2 separate regions of the Triticum aestivum genome follow, and region 1 is linked to region 2. A link is a contact called in public HiCAR-type data. All regions are on one chromosome and are shown on one strand. The core of a region is the stretch at or near the end of the contact, and the rest is flanking DNA. Distances in the headings are between cores, read along the strand shown. Region 1 holds the start of LOC123046736 (F-box/kelch-repeat protein At5g60570). Region 2 holds the start of LOC123042102 (NAC domain-containing protein 21/22).

What was found. HiCAR-type assays count read pairs that join an accessible place to other places.
Region 1: a contact with region 2 is called in a HiCAR-type map of leaf, with 4 times the contacts expected there. The contact joins the promoter of LOC123046736 here to the promoter of LOC123042102 in region 2. A contact is called at or near these places in 1 of 5 Hi-C or Micro-C datasets (leaf) and 1 of 1 datasets of contacts at active chromatin or transcription factors (leaf).

The regions. Positions count from the first base shown.
Region 1 is chr2B:689,600,731-689,607,363 of IWGSC CS RefSeq v2.1, forward strand. It overlaps LOC123046736 (F-box/kelch-repeat protein At5g60570), which reads left to right and starts at 4,797. Exons shown (of 3, transcript XM_044470159.1): 1 at 4,797-4,949; 2 at 5,088-5,182; 3 at 6,252-6,633. The coding sequence starts at 6,316.
Region 2 is chr2B:689,473,145-689,480,388 of IWGSC CS RefSeq v2.1, forward strand. LOC123042102 (NAC domain-containing protein 21/22) reads left to right here and starts at 3,739. Exons shown (of 3, transcript XM_044464624.1): 1 at 3,739-4,009; 2 at 4,309-4,619; 3 at 5,812-6,423. The coding sequence starts at 3,829. The coding sequence ends at 6,186. TRNAV-AAC (transfer RNA valine (anticodon AAC)) reads right to left here and starts at 4,184; the gene lies at 4,111-4,184.

The DNA of each region.
Region 1 (6,633 bases), core at 3,547-6,046, 130 kb after region 2:
ACCACTCACAGACAACTTCAAGTAGACGCATGTACCAGCAACGTGATTGGCAGATCCAGCCGCGGAGGCGGAGACATGTGTCCGTCCGTGTCTCCGTGAGTCCGTCCGAGCGGTACTCCGCAACTCCTCCATTACCAAGGCATGCCAGCCAGCCCGGCACCACCCGCACAAACTCGAAGCAAAAAACTACCGGTACACCCGTGCATGAAATCTGTGCATGCATGAATACGCTACTGTGTCGTATTCGTACCGCCACACCGACCGACCGTCGCTCTGCGCGTACGCCGCACAGCAGTTATTATAGGCGGTATGGTACCGCAGTACCGTAGAAAAAACCGCGATACTGTAGATGTATAGGTCGGCTCCCTTAATAATGGTATATACAGTAGTACTGACCAAACGAACGCGCGCGGAATCTTTGCTTGCTTGCTTGCTGCTAAATAAACGAAGGAGGGGGGCGCCGGGTTGGCACCAGATCCATTTCTCCTCCCTCCCGATCCCTCCAGGCCTCTACAGTTGGCGTACCGGATTGCATTATCGATAGATCTCGCAGCGGGTCGTCGGAAATCAAATCAAATCCATCTATCTAACATGGCACAGATCTATCTATCTATGAAATCTATCCATCAAACCGTCCGGCCGGCGAGGCTAAAAGCTGCTGAAAGCCCCCCGGGACTGATAAATAAAGCTCTGGTGGTAGACGCACACTGGCTGATTGCCGGCCAGCGCAAAAGGCGGCCCATTATTCCAATCCCCTCTACGCTAGCTTGACAGCGAGAGGCAGAGAGAGTGGATACGAAGAAAAGAAAACGAAAATGCCCAGCTAACGGTCTCGCACCATCGCAGATAACGTAGCTTTGGCGTGTCAACCAACCAGGTTGTAGTTGTAGGGGCGCACCATTTATTCGAGGGTCGCCGGCACGGTTGCTGCTTGGCGCCGTGTTGGGGTTCATGTGGCCGCGGGATCGCAAAGCCCCCGAGGAGGAGACGAAAACGGGGCCCGTGGGGTGGGGTGGGGTGGGGTGGGGCGGGGAGGTGGATGGGGCCGTGAATAATTAAGCGGCACTGGCAGGGGTCACATGGGGCAGGATTAACACGGAACCACCACCACCGTCGAGCGCATCTGCAGCCGAGTTAAGGCCACGCCACCGCCCGTTTTTCCTTTCTCGCCTCTCGCCTCCTCCTTTCCTGCCTGGCCGCTTCAATTCACCTCTTTGCGCTCCTTTGTCCGCTCCTCCGCCCCCTGCCAACGCCCTCCTCTCGCTCTCTCTCCTATGATCGGTCGATGGGTCACGCGTGGACACTGTGCCACCACGTTGCGAGCCCGTGCGTCCCTCGTTGCGACCCGTATATCTCGCTGATTAGCTTCGTGCATGCTGGACAATGATCCATCCCTCCCTCTTACACTGAACTTTTTTTTGTTGAGGAAATGTCACGCTGAACATGATGCATGAATGAATAAATGAAAGATAAATGAAAGATGCTCATGTCATTTCAGTTTTTTACAGATCAATATGAAGTCTCTATTTTTCGTCGTTTGTGAGGTCTCTTTACAAGGAGAGCATTTGGTAGTGTACCGCACCAGCTTTCTTCTCCCTGAAAGAAAAGAAAAGAAAAGCGAAGGAAAAAAACAAGTAGGGAGGGAGAGGAGGGATACACAAGGAAGGAAGGAAGGAAGGAAGCGGGACAAAAGATGGGCGTTGCGGGGGGTGGCCCACGGCAACGGAAGAAAAGGAGGCACAGCTGGGTTGGTGGATCTATCAGGAACAGGGAAGGAGGGGGGCGCCCCACCACCACCGCTGTCACCGCCACCCATCAAGCCAGCCACTCTGGTGAGTGTGAGAGAGAGAGGGGCGTTGGTTAGCAGTGCATACATGCATGTGAGGATCATGTGAGGATCATGTGAGTAGAGTAGACTGTAGAGCAGCAAGCGAGCACATTTCCATCCCGTTGGGACGCCCTTTTTCTACTTGCGGTAGGTTAGGTTAGGGGGAGTACCACCACCACCACCATCACTACCTTGCAGTAAAAAGCAAGCACTAATTAGCACGCTTTGCCATGTCCTGCAAAGTGCAAAGCCAAGAGGAGTGAGATGAGATGTGGGAGTTTAACTTCCTGCTAAAAGATAGTAGTAGAGCATCATCTCCAAAAAGATTAGTCAACCATGCATGCAATGCAATGCAGTGCAATGCACCTACCTAGTCCTAAAAAGACCGTTAGGTGCGCACCAAATAATCAGCCCTCCCACAGCATTTCACCTCTCTCGGTCACTGTCTTCTCAGCATTACCTTCCTCCCTCGCAAAAAGAAAATAAGGAACCTGTCCGCCCAGTGGATTATGCTTGAAAGAGTGTGACAGCGTAGCTTATTAGGCTAGGCGCATTCTACAGCTACCAGTAGCGACTCCTGGAAGGAAAGGAAAGGAAAGGAAAATCAGCAGCAGCGCAAGTCCCAAACGTGGTTACAGTGGGCTAGCTATATGCGCATGGCCTGCGGTAGGCTTTAAACCACCATTATGGCGCGCCACATGCCACAGTGCCGCTAGCCCGCTACTAACTGTGGCGCCTGTCTTCCAGATGATTCCCTCCGCCCCTTTTCTATATCGTCTCTATCCATTCATTTCATTTCCTGCACGGAAACGGATACGTACCCACCAAGTCTCCTGCCAGCCCGCCGGCCCAGCCCAGTGTGTGTATTATGGATCGGCTTTACTGTGGCATGATGGAGATCTACGGAGAGGATCGACGAAAAGGCTGGTTGGTTGGTTGGGTTCGACCGGCCGATCCGTCGAGCGCGACGCCACTGTTGCCGGCAACAGGAGCAACGTGCCGCACTGTGCGGGTGGCCGGCGTTGGGGCCGCCGGCGGCGGGCCGGCCTGGCAGCAGCAGCCAGCGGCTCCTCCACCGTCAGCTGCGGGTGGCGAGCCAGATCTGGCCGGCCGCGCGTTTCCTCGACCGCAACAGTGGCCGCTGCACAGTGCAGGCGCGCGTAGCCCCCGCTCGGGCCGTGCAAAGGTTTGCGGTTGCGTTGTCCCGGTCATGGATCGGGGAGGAGAAAGGAAAGGACTCTCCGGGCTGTCGATCGACGGATGGGATGTTTCCGTCCGTCGGGGTTTGGCCGATTATTGCTGCACGAACGTAGCACGTACCGTACGTACCAGCTCACGCGGAATGCATGCAAGGCTCCATCCGTCGAGCTAGACAGACAGAGCTAGAGCTGCACGGGTCGTCTGACTCTGACCACGCGATATGCAGTGCAGGGTTTGCTTAATCTCGTGATGTTTTAACGGCATCAATGGTCCGTCTGGGTAATGCGTTCTCTGGCTCGGCGATCATCCCTTAATTACTGGCAGTACTTCCTAGTACTACACATTATCTGTCTGTGTATGCCATGACGTCATCAAAAGGCAGCCGCGGCGCGCGCTGCCACTGCCGGCCTGGTGGCCTTTGCGAAACGACGGGGCAAAAATCGTGGGGAGGGGTCAGGTCAGGTCAAGCGGAGCTGCAGTAACTTTGCCCGGCGGTCAAACGCGACGGCCTAATTAAAAAAATTACCCTATCTACTACCTAAAGGGGGCGTGGCCACTTGCGAGCAGGCACTGTGTTTGACGAGGCCGCCAATGGCGCGTAACTTTCCCGTTTACCGGTGAGGAGGGTGGTGAGGTGACTTTACTTACCCCAGCCGCCCCCCTGCTCCGCGAGAGGACAGCCGTCCTTATCCGGATCGCGCAGCCTGGCTGGCCGGCGGCCGAGTAAAATACGTGCCAGTTGCCACCCTAGCTGACACTAAAATACTCCTACATTTCCTTATCTGTGCACTGCTGAGCGCCACCATTTTCGGTGCCAACGCAGTGCTAAAAAAATATTACCAGGCACCTTACCGAAGCAAACAAAAAAAAAAGGTTTTGTCCTAGTGATGGTGTGCGTCACGTATTTTGTCGTCCAACGGTAAGTTTCATTGGCCCTGGCCCTTTTCTTTTCCGTAGTGGGCTGACACGGAGAAATGATGAGAAATAAGCCGGGGATAATGCGCCGTCCTTTTCACCCTGTCGCTGCGCTGGGTTCAACGTGCGTGAAAACCGGTCGTGCGTGGCCTACCTACATGCCTGGGGGTAGGGAGGGGTGGGGGTGGGTAGCTTTCGGGCCTCGAGATTCTTTTCACCGTGGACGTCGACCCATCCATCCGTCCATCCGTCTATCCGCCCGCCCCCTTCCTCGCCCTGAGCCCGAGAGAGGCAAGTACACTGTGCCGAAAACATTCCATTATAGCAAAAGGGGGAGCGGCAGGCGGAAAAGAGCGAGCGCGCCCGCCCGCCCGAGCCTCAGCCCGAGGGCGGGCGGCCGGGCGGATCAGACCAGATCTGCAGAGCGGCGGTGGTACTTGCTGTGTGCAGGGCTGGCTCGCCATGCGTGCGCCTCTGAGCGTGGTGACCGCGTCCACATTCCCCCCATCCGCCCCCAGATCTCGGCCATTATCGACAAATTTTGCCATGTAATAAAATCTTGCTCTAACTTTTTTTACTTTTCATGATTTTTTACCTCCTCGTGTGGGAGGAGGGAATTTTTCTTTTAAAGAAAAATCTTCGTTGGGCGGTTTCGAGATAACAGTGGGATTAAGGCGTGGCGACCGAGGGCGGTAAAGGTTAAAAACGAGTACACCGCACCCACTGCGTGACAGATGGCGGCCAAAGTGAAAAAACAAAGCTTGCAATTAATCCATTGGCACTTCGGCCTTGGGGCACATCACATGGGCGTATATATATCGCCTTTCCCCCAGCCACACCCGCTTCCAAATCTCTTGGCTCCCCATGCTCTCCCCGTCTCACTGACGGTGGTCCCCACCGCCTCCCCCCCTCCCCCCGCCCCGCCCATATCTCGTCGGCGACCCGCGCCCCCTCCCCTCTCCGCCCCACACACGTCTCCGGCGGCGAGGGCACCCGGCCGTCTCCGGTGAGCCTCTCCCTCCTCTTCCTCCCCCCGTTTCCTGGCCGCGGCGCGCTCCGGGCGTGCGGGCTCGTTTGGTTGGCGGTGCCGGCCGCAGTTAGTCGCAGAGTCGTAACCGCTTTTGCCTTGTGGCCGTGCTCGTAGGTGTTCTGGGAGCCGCTCGTGGCTGGCGCCGGGATGGAGCCGGTCGGGGCGCGCCGGTCGCCCGGATCTCGCCGTCGGTGCGTCGTCTCCCTCAGGTGAGGACTCGGCCCTGTTTCTCCCGTCTCCCTTTCCTCTGTTTGCGCTGTGAAGGAAGGTGGGCGGAGTGATCTGCTTTTTTTTTCTTTCTTTTGGGGGGACTTTACCAACTGAAGTGCCATGACTCGTCCAGTGATGAGTGACATTGTACCCAAGGAACTTAAATTCCGTTTTGTCTGACGGTGACAGTGGCTGCTGAATTGGTTGGGGAAATGTCTTTGTCACCTTTCCTGTTAGTGATGTGAGATGGTTCCGAACGACAGAATGTGTGGTTTTTACATCGTTTTCATGGCTCGAACGGCCACCGGACGTGTGCTCCGTTTTACTGGTGCATCGATTGGTTTGCGGTGGGCATAGGAAGGTGTTTTAGCCGGGTTTATCCTGTAAATCTGGGATTATTTTCTAGTTTCAGTCTTTCTCCATGTTCTTTCGGCGAAGCTAAGAATCAGTTTGCGTGTTCTATGTGAATCTGTTGTAAAATCGGACCGTTAATTTTGGACTGTTTCTCATGCCTTGGATCTAGAACTGACGGATAGTAGGTATAATGTGCTACCAGGTTGTATGCTACGGCGATTTTGTTGTGCAGCTTGTTGAGATTTCATATTTCGTGGCCTTTGTCTTCGTGCATTAAAGGATGTTAGTACAATGTTTACGGCATTCATTTATTGAAGCAAATAGTAACTAATTGTCATGGGCTTTTTTTTATTGTGGAGCTCCATGACCATGAGCTTTTTTGGTCGATTGGCTGTCCGAGTTCCTGAAGAACAAATCATACGGCCATTGTCTTGTTGATTGATGCAGTTTCTCACCTTTTCGCTGCTGATGTTCAGTTCCTTGCTTGATTCTGGATACTGTTAAGTTGTAATAAAATTATCGAAGTATTTTCTGTGCAAATAGTCAGCAACAAGAGTTAACGTTCCTGTATGAATCTGATGTTGAACTCTGTACCGGTCGCTGTGGTGAAAGTATACATATTGTCTGCTGTTTTTCTTTTTGATCGAGAATATTTGTGAAACGTTTCAAATAACCTTGTGATTGTTTTGATCTTCATCTCAATATATTTTCCAGGGGCAGCCTTTGAACCTCTGAACTTTTGTGTCCTTGGGTCTGCGGTGATAAGTCAGAGAAAACAATGGAAGATTTACAAGATTGCAACTCCAAAAGCCTTGTTGCTGTTCCTGGTTCTCTGGTTCTGCACCTCTTCAGGCTGTTAGGTCAGCAGGATAATTCCTGGCAGAAGTACGCCTTGGCTTACTTTCTTCTGGTCAGGAATGAGTACTTCCCGAGGGAGCCAAGGAAACACTCAGCTGTGAATGTGCAACTTGTTCCCTGCTGTGACAGTTCAGATTTGGGCAGTAATGAACTGGAAGTGGAGAAGCAGAATGCTGTTGTCAAGAGCCAATCAGGAGGTGATTCCAGTTCCAATGGATCAAATGATTGTTTCCTTCCA
Region 2 (7,244 bases), core at 2,489-4,988:
GGCTGGCCCCTCACATGCACGACCTTGTCTCAAATGCTCAAAGTGCCTTCATCAAAAAGAGAAGCATCCACGACAACTTCATGTACGTCAGAAACTTGGCGAGAAAGTTCCATCGCAGCCGCTCCCCGACGCTATTGTTCAAGCTTGACATCAAAAAGGCTTTCGATTCTGTGTGTTGGGACTTCCTCATGGATCTGTTGAAGCACCTTGGATTCCCGGACAGATTTCGCGACTGGGTTTCGGCTTTGCTCTCTACAGCCACTTCGAGGGTGTTGATCAATGGAGTGTTGGGTGATCCGCTAAAGCATGGATGTGGTCTTCGTCAGGGAGACCCGCTCTCTCCCCTACTCTTCGTCTTGGCCATCGATCCGCTCCACCACCTCCTCTGCAAGGCCACGACCCAAGGGCACCGTCACCCTCTCTGTGGCAGATCTTCCCCCGTTCGGGCCTCGCTCTATGCCGACGATGCAGCCATATTTGTTAAGCCCATTAAGGAAGATGTCCAATTCCTTGCTGCAACTCTGACCTCCTTTGGAGCGGTAACTGGCCTTGTCACCAACTGTGCAAAAAGTTTGGTTGCCCCCATCCGATGCGACAACATCAACCTTGATGAGGTTCTTCATGCTTTCCCGGCGGTGCGCACCTCGTTCCCAATGTGTTACCTTGGACTCCCGCTTGCTGTTAAACGCCTCAAACGAATCCACTTCCAGTACCTTGAGGATAAAATTGCAGGCAAGCTCCCTCCATGGCAAGGAAGGCTTGTGGCCTCTGCCGGCCGTATTATTCTTGTTAAGGTTGTCCTAACCGCCATTGCCATCTATCACCTCACGCCCCTCGACATCCTGGTGGAGGTCCTCAAGAAAATTGATAGTATTCGCCGTGCATACCTTTGGGCGGGCTCGGACAAGGTCTCTGGAGGAAAATGTAAGGTTAACTGGGAGCTTGTCTGCAAACCTAAGGAAAAGGGTGGGCTTGGAGTGCTTAATCTGGACAAGTTTGCTAAGGCTCTACGGCTCCGATGGCTTTGGTTCGAATGGACTGATAGGAGAAAGCCCTGGATTGGCATGGGGACTCCGTGTACTGATGAGGATAGCCACTTCTTTGCGGCTGCCACTTCGGTCACTGTTGGGAACGGACGAACTGCGCAATTCTGGAACTTGTCGTGGCTCAATGGCTTGCGCCCCCGTGACATTGCACCGGACCTCTTCCATCTTTCTCGCAAGAAAAACTCCTCAGTCCGGCAAGCCATGGCCAACAATCTCTGGATCGCAAATATTGACGTCACCAACGGGTCTGTACCTCGCGCAGATTGAGCAATTTGCTGACCTTTGGGAAAAGGTTTCAACGGTGGCCCTCGAGGAAGAAGTGGAAGACTCGATTATATGGAAGTTTTCTAAGGACGGAACGTACTCAGCTTCCTCGGCTTACAAGGCGCAATTCGAAGGCCTCACCTCCTCTGATCTTGTCCAGTCAGTGTGGAGTGTGTGGGCTCTGGCAAGGTGCAAATTCTTTGCTTGGCTGGTTCTTCAAAATAGGGTTTGGACATCAGACCGCTTGATCCGTCGTGGGTGGCCCAACTGCGGCTTGTGTCCTCTCTGCAAGCAAGGGCAGGAGTCCGCGGCCCACCTTCTCTTCCAATGCCACTTCTCTTTGCGCATCTGGAACGACATTCTCCCGTGGCTCGGAATGCACCACATCTCTACTTCTTCTTGGTCGGCGAGCGCTTCGGTCAAAGGATGGTGGAACGATAACCTTCAGATTCGTCTCGGCTCGCCCAAAGCCCTTGCCTCATTGATGATGCTCATCTCATGGGAGATTTGGTCCGAGTGCAACGCGAGAGTCTTTCGCAACGTTGCAGTCCCTCCGGTGGTAATCATTAACAAGATCAAGCAAGAGGTGTCGCTTTGGGCTTTGTCAGGTGCCATGCACTTGGGTATTGTAATGCCGCGAGAGTAGTCTTTTACCTTTTGCCGCTTGCGGCTTTGTCTGAAACCTTCTTCTTAATTAATGAAATGGCAAATCTTTTGCCTCGTTTCAAAAAAATAAATAAAGCAACGTTCTACTACTAACTAAAAAACCAGAAGTTAGTACATGTTGGTGTACTTGTTTGTTTCATTTTTATTTTGTTCTTGGGTATGAGGCGCAGGTGTCGGCTTGCCTTGCCTTGCCTTGCCTCACTGCTTCCGTTAACCTCACACGCTGATTGGGCACATGCCACATTATGGCTGCTACGCTCCCCACTTGAAATTGTTTGAGGAATTTAGACCATCTGCCTACGGGGAGCTGGTAACCACGCCGACAGCCTCCGGCGGAGATCTTGGCCTTACGTGTTTGACATGGCCTTTTGTTCAGGTGCGTCCATCACACACGCTCCTGCTTGCATATGCATCTCCTGGGTTTTGACTTGTGTGGCATGGCATGGCAGGATCGATCGACGCCCGGCTAGATCTCCTCCTGCAGCCGCAGGTTCATTCTTAATGCTCACTAGATCTCCTTCCCTGAAAAGGACCGACATGACTATCTCCTGAGGAAATTTCATCTCCTGAGAAGAGTGGACAACCTGTAGTACTACCGCTCCTTATCATGTGATCGGAAGTCCAGACAGCAGCAGCTGATTTTGTTCGGTTCAGAGAGTAGACTTTGTTTTTTAAAAGTCTACTTTTCTTCCAGGAGTTTGTGTTCCGAGTTCAGACTTGACTGGGATCGATGCTACTGTAGTACTGTACGGTGCCCTGCGTCTCCTGAATCGGGCAAAAGGGTGTGTACAGAAACAGAATACTGATTCGTTAGACAAGAACAAACAGTATCGTTTTACCCACTTGTCACTGAACTGAAAAGGACGCGCACATAGCTACAGCCTACAGAGAAAACTACTACGGACTTGTCAACTGCCCGACTGCCGACAACAGTAGGTGCCATTTCTTCACCTTCTGCTCCACCGGGAATTTACCAAAACAAGGATGAAAAGGCACAGGTTCACTTATTAGAACTCAGTTCTTTCAGCTGCAAAGTATCGATGTACACCTACTGAAAGTGAAAACCAACTTCAACTTGCGCCATCTCTTTTCGATGGAGGTTGTCACCATCTTTTTCTTTGCCATCTTTTAAACTCAGCCAATCCATCCATCCTTTAGGCAGTCGACGGTTGCCGGACGTAAAAAAGTCTTTGACATGGTCTCACCAGTCACTGTAACACAGTAACAAAAGGTCTTCTGCTTGAAGCGGCTGTCTGCCACTGCCATGGGATGGAGCGACGGCCAAGAACACGCAAACGATCGACCGGTTGGCCATCCGGTGTTTGTCAGAGGTCACAAGACAGTGTTAGTTTGGCAGTTTTGGATTAGCCCTCTGACTGAGGATACCCCATTTCTGGCTTGGCATGTCCGTGGATCACGATAGATCGCCGTCGCCATACTGGCGGTCGCCGTCGGTTTTATCAGAAGCTTGTCATGGATAGATCGACGCGATGATCCATGGACCATGAATCTGAGTATCTGGCCGTAGTATCACCTGGTAGGCTGTTACTGTTTGATGGAGACCTAAGAGGTAGGGAATATCCAGAGTAGCAATGAATAATCACCGGCGCCAGTTTTCATTTTCTGTAACATATACGACCGGTTCAAAAGAATTTGCATCATCTACAGTGCGCATCGTCGTTGCGTCAGACTCTTCTTTCCTAGTGACATGCTCACAAGGGGTCCATGGCTAGCGAGATCTCTTCCTCTATTAATACCGGCCGGGGCCCCGGCCCCATCGTGTTCGGTCGTGTACTTCTCTATCTATCCAATCTTTTTTCCTGTCTGTTTCAAGACCTCTGGGAGAGCAAAAATGAGCAGCTCGATGAGCATGGTGGAGGCAAGGCTGCCGCCGGGGTTCCGGTTCCACCCCAGGGACCACGAGCTCGTGCTGGACTACCTCTGCCACAAGCTCTCTGGCGGTGGTGGCCGCGCCGGCGGCGTGGACATGGTCGACGTCGACCTCAACAAGTGCGAGCCATGGGAGCTTCCAGGTACGATCTTTCGTCCCTTCCATCATGCACCCAGATCATGCAGCAGCAGAAGGGAAATATTCAGTTTTGAGGGATAAAAAAGAGGAAAAACATAATGATAATGGCTTCGCCCGGGTTTGAACCGGAGACCTTCAGTGTGTTAGACTGACGTGATAACCAACTACACCACGAAACCTTGCTGCTCTGTGCCTGATTAGATTTTATTAGTAGCAGTGATTATAGCAGCAACCATGAATCATTGCGTTCAGTTCAATAGTGCTGATTTTAATCGTCTCTTACCCATTGTTGCATGCACGCAGACGCGGCGTGCGTGGGCGGCAAGGAGTGGTACTTCTTCAGCCGGCACGACCGCAAGTACGCGACCGGGCAGCGCACCAACCGCGCCACACACACCGGCTACTGGAAGGCCACGGGCAAGGACCGCGTCATCACCGGCGACGGCGCGGCGGCGGTCGTCGGGATGCGCAAGACGCTCGTCTTCTACCTGGGGAGAGCCCCCCGGGGAACCAAGACCGAGTGGGTCATGCACGAGTTCCGCGCCGAGGGCCGCCCGCCGGCCCGCCGTCAGCTCGCCGACCACCCCCACGGCTCGCCGCCGTTTCTCCTCGAGGTACGTGTCCCACTTCTGCACTTCATGCACGCCACACGTTCCGATGACTGTCGCGGATCGACGGCTCGCATGAGTTGCATGTTTGCGCAGCCATTCTATCTCGGATACCATTTGTTTTGCGTGACTAGGAACAGGACGGAGGAGCCTGTGGCTGTATGCATGAACTAGGAGTTTGCTTGCCAGCGCGTGCCATTATAAATTAGTTTTACAGTTAATTATGTACAGAGGAGTCAGACAGTAATAGTACTCGTTGATTATGTTTTTCAGTTATAACAAGAAATGGAATCCGGCTCCCCTTTGGGAGGGAGGCGTATAGAGAAAATGCACTCACTGATTGGGCTTAGCCTTTTAGTATTATTTCACTCCCGGCTGTTCGTGCAGAGGAAGGTAGCTTATTCATCTGTTGCATATAGTTGAACATTGCTATTTTTGACCGCCAGATAAAATATTTCTTTTGTATTCTGTCTAGCTGTACATACGATTCGGTACGTGCTGCGTCGATCCCGATAAGATAAACTACGTATACTTACGACGACTATACATGCCACTAGGCAATCATTGTTGGTGACCTAGTCTAGCTTATCGAAATGCAAACATGGTACACACATAGTACTATGACATATCACCAATGTCGTTCCAAGGTTTGGTGAAGGCAACGTCCAAGGTTGTTCGCTTGGCGCCGTCGCCATACATCAGCCCGGCATTAAACAAACATGATACTGCTTTGAAAAGGATCTGACCATCGCATTATCATTTTTGCATTCATCCAACTTTGACTTCTTTTTTTCGTCGAGGTGAAGCTCAAGTTGACAAAAAATATTTTGACATTGGCATCCCAAGTTGCCAATTCTTTCGTTAGCAGAACATGTGGCTATTGTGACTCCTTATGGTCACAAATGAATAGTGTGTTTCTTGGGAAAAAAATAGTATGCAGTATCTTATTTGAGAAAAAAAAAGTACGCATGTACTCCCTCCGTCTCAAAATGTAATATCATTTTTACACTATATGTCAAAAATGATTTTATATTTTGGTACGGAGGGGTTATCTTATTCTCTTCTTTTAGATTCCGACATGCGATGTGCGCGAGCTTGAATCATCTAGTGTCCATAAAAAAATATAGTGTCCATCAAATTCACTTATCTAGATATAACATACTCCAAGTGTTAAAATGGAAAATATTGCAAAACGCAGGAGGACTGGGTGCTGTGCAGGGTGTTCTACAAAAGCACAACAGCTGCTCCAACACCGGCCTCCGACGAGTCATCAGGTTCCCAGAGCAGCGAGGTCGGCATGGCGCCGGCACTTCTGCCCATAGCACCCATCGACGCCGTTGGCCGCATGCCCATGGCTGCGATCACCGACAGCTTCCGTGGGCACCAGGAGTACTCCACCAGCCTCCTCATGGCCCCGCAGCACTGGCCGGTGGCGCCATTGCCGTTCAGGAGCTTCAGGGACCTGCTAGGCGACATGGTGGAAAGCAGCAGCGGTGACCCGAAGCCGGAGTGGAGCGTAGACGACGGCTATACGCGGCACAGCGGCATGCCGCAGGCTTGGAATCCGTTCTGACGAGTTGATGAGTTCTCGCAGGCTAGGTAGTATAGTAAGGGTAGTATACGCTGTGTTGTCCACTCGATCGTCATATGCTTGATTAGTGATCAATTTCTTCCCTTCTCTTCTGTAGCAGTGTGATTATGTACAGCATTTATCAGCCCTAGTGCAGTCATCAGCCACACATTTCAGGTTGGTTAAATGGGGTGTAAAATCACTGTATTTCAGATATCACCTATTGTTATAAAAAATGGGGTGTATATTACTTGAAACTAGTTCTTTGCATTACAATCGCCCAAGAGCCTGGTTTTTGTTGTTGTTGTCACTATTTGTTTTCAGATTGCTTACCACATACACCATGTGGTGCCTAAGATCCGAGTCCGGCACGGGATAACACCATCGCAGAATGCCTCCCTCCCTACTACGAGCCAAGATAGGAGCATCTATATTTCAGTCGATTTTACAAATTTGTTTGTAGAAAACTGAACACATGTTCACCGTATTATAAACACTAGATGATTCCTCCCATAAAAATTGTCTTACATTGTGGGACGGAGGGCGTATGTTTTAAGAAGTTTCGATTGTATGAACATGAATATTTGGAGTAATATTCAGTCAAAATATATATTTGCAGTAATAATATGAGAACTTAAAATGCATATGATTTATTTTGTTTGATTACTATATATTTGCAATTTTCCCAAACATTGCATTTTTTGCATATTGAGGTGAGCTTTTACGATATACTTGCATGTTGAGAGAAATAAATTAACGGGGCTAGCTACTACGATATAGAAGATTGTCCATCGCAATAAAATACAATTGATTTATTATAAACAAATAGGGTAATAGGGTGAAAATTATCATACATATTTGCATGTTGAGGTCGAGTTTTTCTTATGCATGGTTGCATGTTGAGGTGGCCTTTTTTTCCATGCATATTGCATGCTAAGATGACATATTTGCAAATTGAGAAAAATAGATTAGTGGGCTTAGCTATTTAGATATAAGAAATGTGTTTATCTAATAACAAGAGTGTAATATTCCCTCACTTGGATGTGAATCAACTAATATAA